Linked DNA regions of Capsicum annuum: region 2 is linked to region 1. A link is a contact called in public Hi-C data. All regions are on one chromosome and are shown on one strand. The core of a region is the stretch at or near the end of the contact, and the rest is flanking DNA. Distances in the headings are between cores, read along the strand shown.

Region 1 (4,125 bases), core at 1,097-3,596:
AGTAGACAATTACTAGTTTGTCATTTAGCGCTAGAATCAAAAAAATGCAACTAACGGAACAAGAGTTAAAACTAAGAAATCAAAATTTAAGCTAAAAATTCGGTTGTACAAGAGTGATGATGTGGCAACTTGTGGTTGGTCGAGAATTTTGAAATTTTCTTTTTGCTCTTCAACCTTGAATTTTGGTCAATCTTTACTCAAGAGAGGTAGAAATTCGGTTTTGTGGAAGAAAATACAAGGTTTGGAGCCTTTTTCAAGCTCAAATGAGTTTGAATTTGAGATGGTCCCGCCTTGTACTTTCAATTGTACTTGAATATTCCTTTTGTTTCCTTCTTCTTTTGGATGACTTAGAATGTGCTTGGAATATTCTTTGTACAAACATTCTTACGCTCTCTTTCTTTCTTTATTTTTTATGATCAAACAATCCCTTTTGAATATTCTTCTTCAACAAGATATGAAGATCTTGAAGAACACCAAGAACATTCAAGGTTTGACCAAAGTTGACCTTCAAGCAAACGAACTTGGAATTTGATTTTTCTTGAAGATCCAAGGTCACTTTGACAAACCTAACACAAATGTCACACTTTCAACCCCAAAATGCCACAAACACCTTCACCAAAAATGAGATCCACCCTCGAGTTTCTTCAAACATAAGCTCAACAATGGTGGATGGTCCAAAACAACCCGGATTTAGCTCAAATCTTAGATCTAGACTCTATTAATGCTAGGGAACAAGGATCTAGCACTAGAAACTAATAAAACACACAAAAACCAAATAGATCTAAGATCTAAATTTCGGCCTAAGTGACAAAACGTGACTCACTTTTTTTTTTGTGATTCTTGGACTTTTGATTCTTTTTTTATGATGTTTTTCTTCAAGGTAACAACAATCCAAGACTTAGAATTGTAGGAACAATTCTAAAACATGTCTCTTGATACCAAATGATATAAGACCAGCCATCAAAACACAAGAAACAAGATGAAAACTAGACCTAAAGAAGCCTTAACAATCGGATCTAAGAGAACAAGCAAGAAGAACACCAAACTAATGCATAAAAGGTAAGGATAGATATCTTGACATAGAAACATACAAACCAAAAGAACCAAAGGATGTATCAAATCTTAAGACCCTTATGACCTATATGAGTAACACCAAGATCTTACGCTGACACAAAAGGAACTCAATCTTCCCCAAGCACCAATGCTTCTAAGACAAATACCAAGACTAGTGAAATCCAACACTAGATGCTAGCCCTAGTTACACTCTCACAAAAGAGAGAAGAAAAAAAGGTGTTTCAAAGTTTGTCTTTTAATATCATTCAATAACTAATGAGAAATAAGCCTAAGGAAGTCTATTTATAGTTATTACATAAAAAGATCAAGTTGCCCTTAATAAAATGGGGCGCCCTTGGAGTGTGGGGTTCTTTCATCTCTCTTGAACTTGTGCCAATGACCAAAACGCCCTTTAATGAAGGTGCCCTTGGAGTGAAAGACTTCTTCTCCTCTCTTAAATTTGTGCAATTCTTTTGAGTGGTTCAAAAGACCTTCACACACTTCCATCTTCATGAGTATGTCTTAAACTTGGCTCCTTGAGAAAGATATTGTACTCTTTGCATCCGTATCAAACCCCAAATGAATTCACTTTTAGTATAGAATAAATGGGTGAAAGCCCGATACAGCAACTTGCGAGGGGTTGTATTTGCTACTTGCTTAGGTTTCCATTTATTGTATTTATCTGCATGGAAATAAATTCGTTATTTTATTACAAATGGTGGAATAAAATAGTTCCGAAATTAAGTAATCTCTTCTACCAACATGGGATAAAGTTAATCCTAAACTTTATCCCGAGATTATTTTTCTTATCTCTTCTACCAAACGACCCTTGAGAGCACAGTAAACCGTTAGTTGGTGCTTGGTGTAATAACATCTGCTTAGTAGAGGATTAAACTATATAACAAAGTTTCCCTTAATGGTTTGCTGCTTTATACCGAAACTATCGTGACAGATGATGAAAAGGAAAAGAAGGTTACCTTTGATCTTACGCCTTTTAAACCTATAAATGTGTCTCAATACTTATGTGACAACAAGTTTCATACAGTCTCTTGGTGAATTGTTGTAATCTAATGAGAAGTTTGATTTCATTGTCATGGATAATAACAGAACCATGGAGTGGCAACACCCGAGAAGTTCTTCATAAGTTCATTGTTCTTCAAGTTCTTCATAAGTTTCCACGTGGATACTGACATGAACAGATCATATGACCTTTGTTATTTATTTGGTGTGTTTGGTATTTCACTAAAAAAAGGAGTATTTTAAAGCCAACAATTTAATGAAAGAGTATTTTTTAACCAAAAAAATAACGAAAAATATTTTTTCTTCATTTTAAATAATTCGTTTAATTATTTCTTTTTATCACCCCTATGGCTAACATCACTCCAAAAATGGGCCACCTTTTTGCTGTATACATCTGGAAACTCGAAGTACATAAATTCCCCCTTCCTAAGTCTCCTTTTCCCTCACAACACACATCCCAAGAAAAAAAGAAACAATAAAATAGAATGTTCGTCCCTATACAAATGTCGATACTCCGATATTTGCTCCTCCTGCAAGCATTGTTGTTCATTTTCTCAGGTCTCGTCATCAATACAACAAGTGCAACTACTCATGAAACCAAAACCTCAGCTGGCCATGCGATCCCATTTCCCACCCATGAACACTTGGATGTCAAGCAATCCATTAAAGAATCAAGATTAATTCACCCACCAACTAAAAAACATAATCATGTTGAAGAAGATAATGAAAAAGGAAACACCAACAACAGCAGCAACTGGAAGCTAAAGCTTCTTCACAGAGACAAGATGCCCTTTTCCCACTTCACTGATCATCCTCACCGTTTTGATGCTCGCATGAAAAGAGACCTCAAAAGGGTCCATGCACTCACTAATATTGATATTAATTATGAGGTTGAAGAGGAGGAGTTCGGGAGCGAGGTGATTTCGGGTATGGAGCAAGGCAGTGGTGAATACTTTGTCAGGATTGGTGTGGGTAGTCCTGCTAGAGAACAATACATGGTTATTGATGCTGGCAGTGATATTGTTTGGGTCCAGTGTCAGCCTTGTACACATTGCTATCATCAGTCCGACCCCGTATTTGACCCCTCCCTTTCCGCTTCTTTCTCCGGTGTACCCTGTTCCTCCTCCCTTTGCGACCGCGTTGACAACTCCGGTTGCCATGCCGGTAGCTGCAAATACCAAGTCATGTACGGTGATGGCTCCTACACCAAGGGCACCATGGCTCTCGAGACCCTCACTTTCGGCCGTACCGTCATTCGGGACGTGGCCATCGGGTGTGGTCATAGCAACCGAGGAATGTTTATTGGGGCTGCCGGTTTGTTGGGCCTTGGAGGTGGCTCCATGTCGCTCGTGGGACAACTAGGTGGACAAACGGGCGGAGCATTTAGTTACTGTTTGGTTAGCCGGGGCACCGGATCAGCTGGATCACTTGAATTCGGGCGTGAAGTATTACCCGCGGGTGCAGCGTGGGTGCCGCTCATCCGAAACCCACGGGCTCCGACTTTCTATTACATAGGCATATCGGATCTTGGAGTTGGAGGAGCGCGTGTAGTCATGCCTGACGATGCTTTTAGATTAACTGAGGAAGGAGATGGAGGAGTTATCATAGACACGGGGACAGCCGTGACCAGGCTTCCTGCGGCAGCCTATCTGGCCTTTCGCGATGCATTTGCCGCTGAAACCGCAAGCCTTCCACGGGCACCCGCCATGTCAATATTCGACACGTGCTATGATCTAAAGGGGTTTGTGACGGTTCGGGTACCAACCGTTTCATTTTTCCTCATGGGAGGTCCCATCTTAACCCTACCAGCTAGGAACTTCCTAATTCCAGTGGATGGAAAAGGCACATTCTGTTTTGCATTTGCTCCATCTCCAACCAGACTTTCAATTATAGGGAATATACAGCAAGAAGGCATCCAAATTTCTATTGATGGGGCGAATGGTTTTGTGGGATTTGGCCCCAACATCTGCTAGGCTAATAAAAAATAAAATATATAAATCAACTTTTGCGCAGTTATAGTAAATAAATTTCAATAATATCATGGATAGTCAA
Region 2 (4,125 bases), core at 1,186-3,685, 340 kb before region 1:
TTGAAAATGTCTAAATTCTACTATTTTAACAAGCCAAAACTTAATTGTTTTAACGCGTAAACTATACTACTCTGGCATGCTGAAATATATTAACGGGTGGAAGTTTAATGTTAACATTCTCTAAAAAATGTTAGCAGCTTAGATTTGTATTTATATGCTAAAATATGCGACAACATAATTAATTCCAATTTTAGACAACTTTTAACATGTTGAAGAATTCATTAATATGCATACAATTAATTACTAACATGCATACCATATTATCATGCTTAAATATTATTTACATGTTGAAAACACGAAATGACATACTTAATCCGAATGTCTAAACATGCAAAAAGTGTATTAATGTGCAAAAATTAATTATTGACATGCTCACAATATTAAAATGCTCAAACTTGTTTTAATATGTCTAAATTGTGTTAACACGCCAAAACATGCAATGACATGTTAATAAGTTGTAGTGTTTAACATACAAAAATTTAACATAGTAGGCCAACATGCTGAAAATGTTACCATGCTTAAATTAAATGTGGACGTGTCAAAAGAGGCATTAGCACGCCTAAATTTAATTTAATATGTCGGGTGTTAATTAAAAAACCTTAAAGCAAGATTTCTAAGAAATCAATTAATAAAAGTGTCTAAATGATTCACGTGTTAATAAATCCTAATTTTGTGTGCCTAAATAATTCACGTAGCACGTAACAAACATAAAACCTAAGTTGTGACTATCTATACTATTAATAGAGCACGTAAGTCCCCGCCTCCGAGCAGTCCCCAAAATTATCATTACAATAATAATGTCTATACAGTAATATTACAGACTAAATAATACAAAATAAGAAGAAAGAAAAATAACTAGCTATAAAGAATAACATATTCAGTTTAAACATTCCGGTGACTCTTCGAAACTCCGTAATTATCTATTTAAATCTGCGAGACAAGCTGGTAGCAAACATCAAAATATTCCTATAGACATGTATTCTAAAGGTTTTAACATGATGCAGTCAACATACACAAAGAATAATAAAAAAAATTACATCGATCTGAGGACTTATCAATGAGCAGCAAATAAAATAAATAATAAAATAAATATGTATCTTTTTCCTATTATAGCAAGTAGTTCTTTTTATTTTAGAGGGTAAGAGCAGAGAAAGTGGAATATGACCGTTGTCCTATAATTGAAAAGAGGGTCTGTTTATATAGTGAGAGGATAAAGAATCAAAAGGAAAGATAATATGTCAGAGTCAATTAGCCACAACAGAAAAGGAAAAAAAGATATTCAAAAATCAGTCAGAATCAATTAAGGAAGAGGGAAATATTGGATGAAATCAATCAAGGGATTTTCATATATATAAAATCACACTTAAAATACCCAATTCAATCAAAGCAAATAAAAAAAAATGTCAATTAAGCAAATCAATTATATTTCAATGTAAAGCATAAATTATGTATATACCGTAACTATTCAAGTAACAAAGATATCATATAAAGGGAAGGGAAAAAAAATTTATAATATACCAAAATTAACTAGGCATCAAGGTTATTCCAATTAAGAGTGAATCAACTAGTGTCAAACCCAATTTACACCTAGTAACGCTATGCTAATTGTATCCGAATCAGTCCACAGTCATATCAAAGAACACCTTCTATCAAAATAACAACACAAAGACACAAAGATGGCCAAAATTCACAACATACCAACAGAATAACTCTACTGATTTAATCATGTGAATAACTCAATCAACTATATCAAATTTTCGGAATCAAAGTTATAACTGTATCCTTAAAAATCCACAAAAGTTATGAATTTTTCATGGATGTTGGTCTGAAAACATGAACACATTAAAACAACTCAAAATTCATATTCATATTAAGTTTAATAAGATCGATCCGAAGAGAAAATAAATAAAGAAGTAGAAGAAAGAAATTTGAACAAAATAACAAACCTGAGATGGATTTGACGAATCCGTCATGAATTACAATATTTTCGGCGAAAATCGAGCATCGACGTGGAGATGAGAGGGCTGATTGGCTCGTTAGAGCCTTTGCCGGCGAGGTTGGGAGATGCGGCGGCGGGCTGGAGGTTTTTGAGGGCTTCTGGTGGCGCGGTTAAGCGTCTTGGTGCAGTGGTCGCCGGATATGGAGCCTCGACGGGGAAGGAGGAGGCTGGTTCGGCTGTGGCTTCACATAATTGGTTGTTCGCCGAAAAAACAAAGGACGGCGGCGGCGATGGGGTTGGCAGCGCTGGTGGAAGATGGTGGCGGCGGCGATGGGTTCGTCGGAGAGGAGGAAGGGAGGTGAAAAGTGGTACTCCGGGCTTCGCCGGCCAGTGGCGGTGGCAGCCATGGTTTCTGAGAGGGGAAGAGAGAGAGTACAGAGAATGGGGAGCATTTTGTTCGGCTGATCTCTGAAGAATGGGCTCTTAGGTTTTTTTTGTTTTGAGTTTAAAAAGGAAAGAGTGGGATGCGATCTCAGCCGTTGGATCGATCTTGATCCATGGCTGCGATTAAAAGGATAAGAAGATAAATTGAGATTTTTAAAATTGAATTAAATATGGCTAGAATTGTAATAAGTTGGATAAAATTAGCCTAAGAGTGTTATGAGTTGGAAAAGGCTAAAATTTAAATAAATTAGGCAAAATAAATTAAAATTGGTTGCTATTTGATAAATGTTACAACAACAATAATAATAACAATAATAATAATAATAATAATAATTTCGTTGCTTGAGAATGATGAAAGAATTATCGAGCAACAAAAGTTGTTGTAGTAGCCAATTTTGTCCGACCGAGAGGAGGGTTTGTTGGAATGAAAGTATAGGGGTAGTTTAAAAAAAAGTATGGCCGAGTCTTAGGTTTCAAGTTGCCTACATATCTCCGATTTTATGAGAATCAGGCTGTTTGTAGTTCTGGATTTAGGAATGAACAATATTCCTAAAAAGTGTAAATGATAAAGGATGGACATTCAACAAAGCTGTTGTAGGTCGGTAAGATGGGATGAATATGTTTTGAAATGATGATGTGAGGGGGATGTGCAAACTAAAAGCAGGTGATTTTTAAGATGAGTTCATTCGATGGATGAATAGATGAGGTGATATTTTGAAAACAGGAATGGAAATTATTCTCTATTTGTTATTCCTTACCTGCCTACTTTATCATATACTAGATAACAAAGGTTAGGGCATGTAAAAGATAAGCAATCGATTAACATAAAGTGAGTGTGATAATAAGAAAGCGAATTTGTTGTATCATGAAATCAACTCTTTGGCTTCTCAATGCACTGTGGAATCATGGGATAAGCTCTTGGTTGCTCGTGATGGAGTAATCTGTACCTATTAGTCCTGTCATTTTTAGCTCAACTGGATAAAATGATTAGCACGGATATGTATGTATAGAAGATTGAACAATGTAGTAAAAACAACCATAACAATAATGATAAGAGAAGATAAAAAAGTGTATCTGTTATGAGAGAGTAATGGTTTGTTCTTTGAAGAGGTTGTGCTTAATCCACACCATGTCCAGTAATGCAGTAGCATTTAATAACGCCGAGGTCGGTTGTGCTTAACATGTTCAGTATTAGAAAATAGTGTTCGTCTTTGAGTAAATCGATCGGCTCCAAGAGGACAATGCTTAGTCTTGGACAATTTCTTGAGAGAGAGTAGAGCTTAAACCTTTCCAAGGACAATGCTCAGCCTTAGTGTTTTTTTTCGAAAGAGGGTAGTGCTTAACCCACTTATCTTTCCAAGGACAATGCTCAGCCTTAGAGAGTTTTTATAGAGTAATGCTTAACTCCACCGAGTTTTCAAAATAATGCTTAGTTCGAATGATTTCTCGAGAGAGGGTAGTGCTTAACCCAACTAACTTTCGAGGACAATGCTCAGCCTTAGTCAGTTTCTCGAAACAGGGTAATACTTAACCCACTTAACTTTTCAAGGACAATGCGTAGCCTTAGAGAGTTTTTATCGAAAAAGGGTAGTGCTTAACCCACTTAAATTTCCAAGGACAATGCTTAGCCTTAGAGAGTTTTTAATAGAGTAGTCCTTAACTCCATTGAGTTCTCAAAACAATGCTTAGTTCAGATGGTTTCTCGAGAAAGGGTAGTGCTTAACCCAACTAACTTTCAAAGA

The links. Hi-C and Micro-C count contacts between places; a contact is called where the count stands out from the background.
Region 2: a Hi-C map of leaf shows a contact between it and region 1, with 2.3 times the contacts expected there. The contact joins the enhancer-like site here to the promoter of LOC107857620 in region 1. A contact is called at or near these places in 2 of 5 Hi-C or Micro-C datasets (leaf and placenta).

The regions. Positions count from the first base shown.
Region 1 is chr2:22,038,686-22,042,810 of UCD10Xv1.1, reverse strand. LOC107857620 (protein ASPARTIC PROTEASE IN GUARD CELL 2) reads left to right here and starts at 2,346. Exons shown (of 1, transcript XM_016702467.2): 1 at 2,346-4,125. The coding sequence starts at 2,559. The coding sequence ends at 4,046.
Region 2 is chr2:22,381,546-22,385,670 of UCD10Xv1.1, reverse strand. The region is part of intron 1 of LOC124895927 (a long non-coding RNA gene); the gene reads right to left. Among protein-coding and RNA genes, the nearest start is that of LOC124895927, 9.9 kb to the right of the region's middle. Within about 2 kb of position 2,435, at least 5 of the 5 cell types and tissues checked have an H3K27ac peak or open chromatin away from gene starts, as enhancers often do. A contact at or near this core is called in leaf, where this site is marked.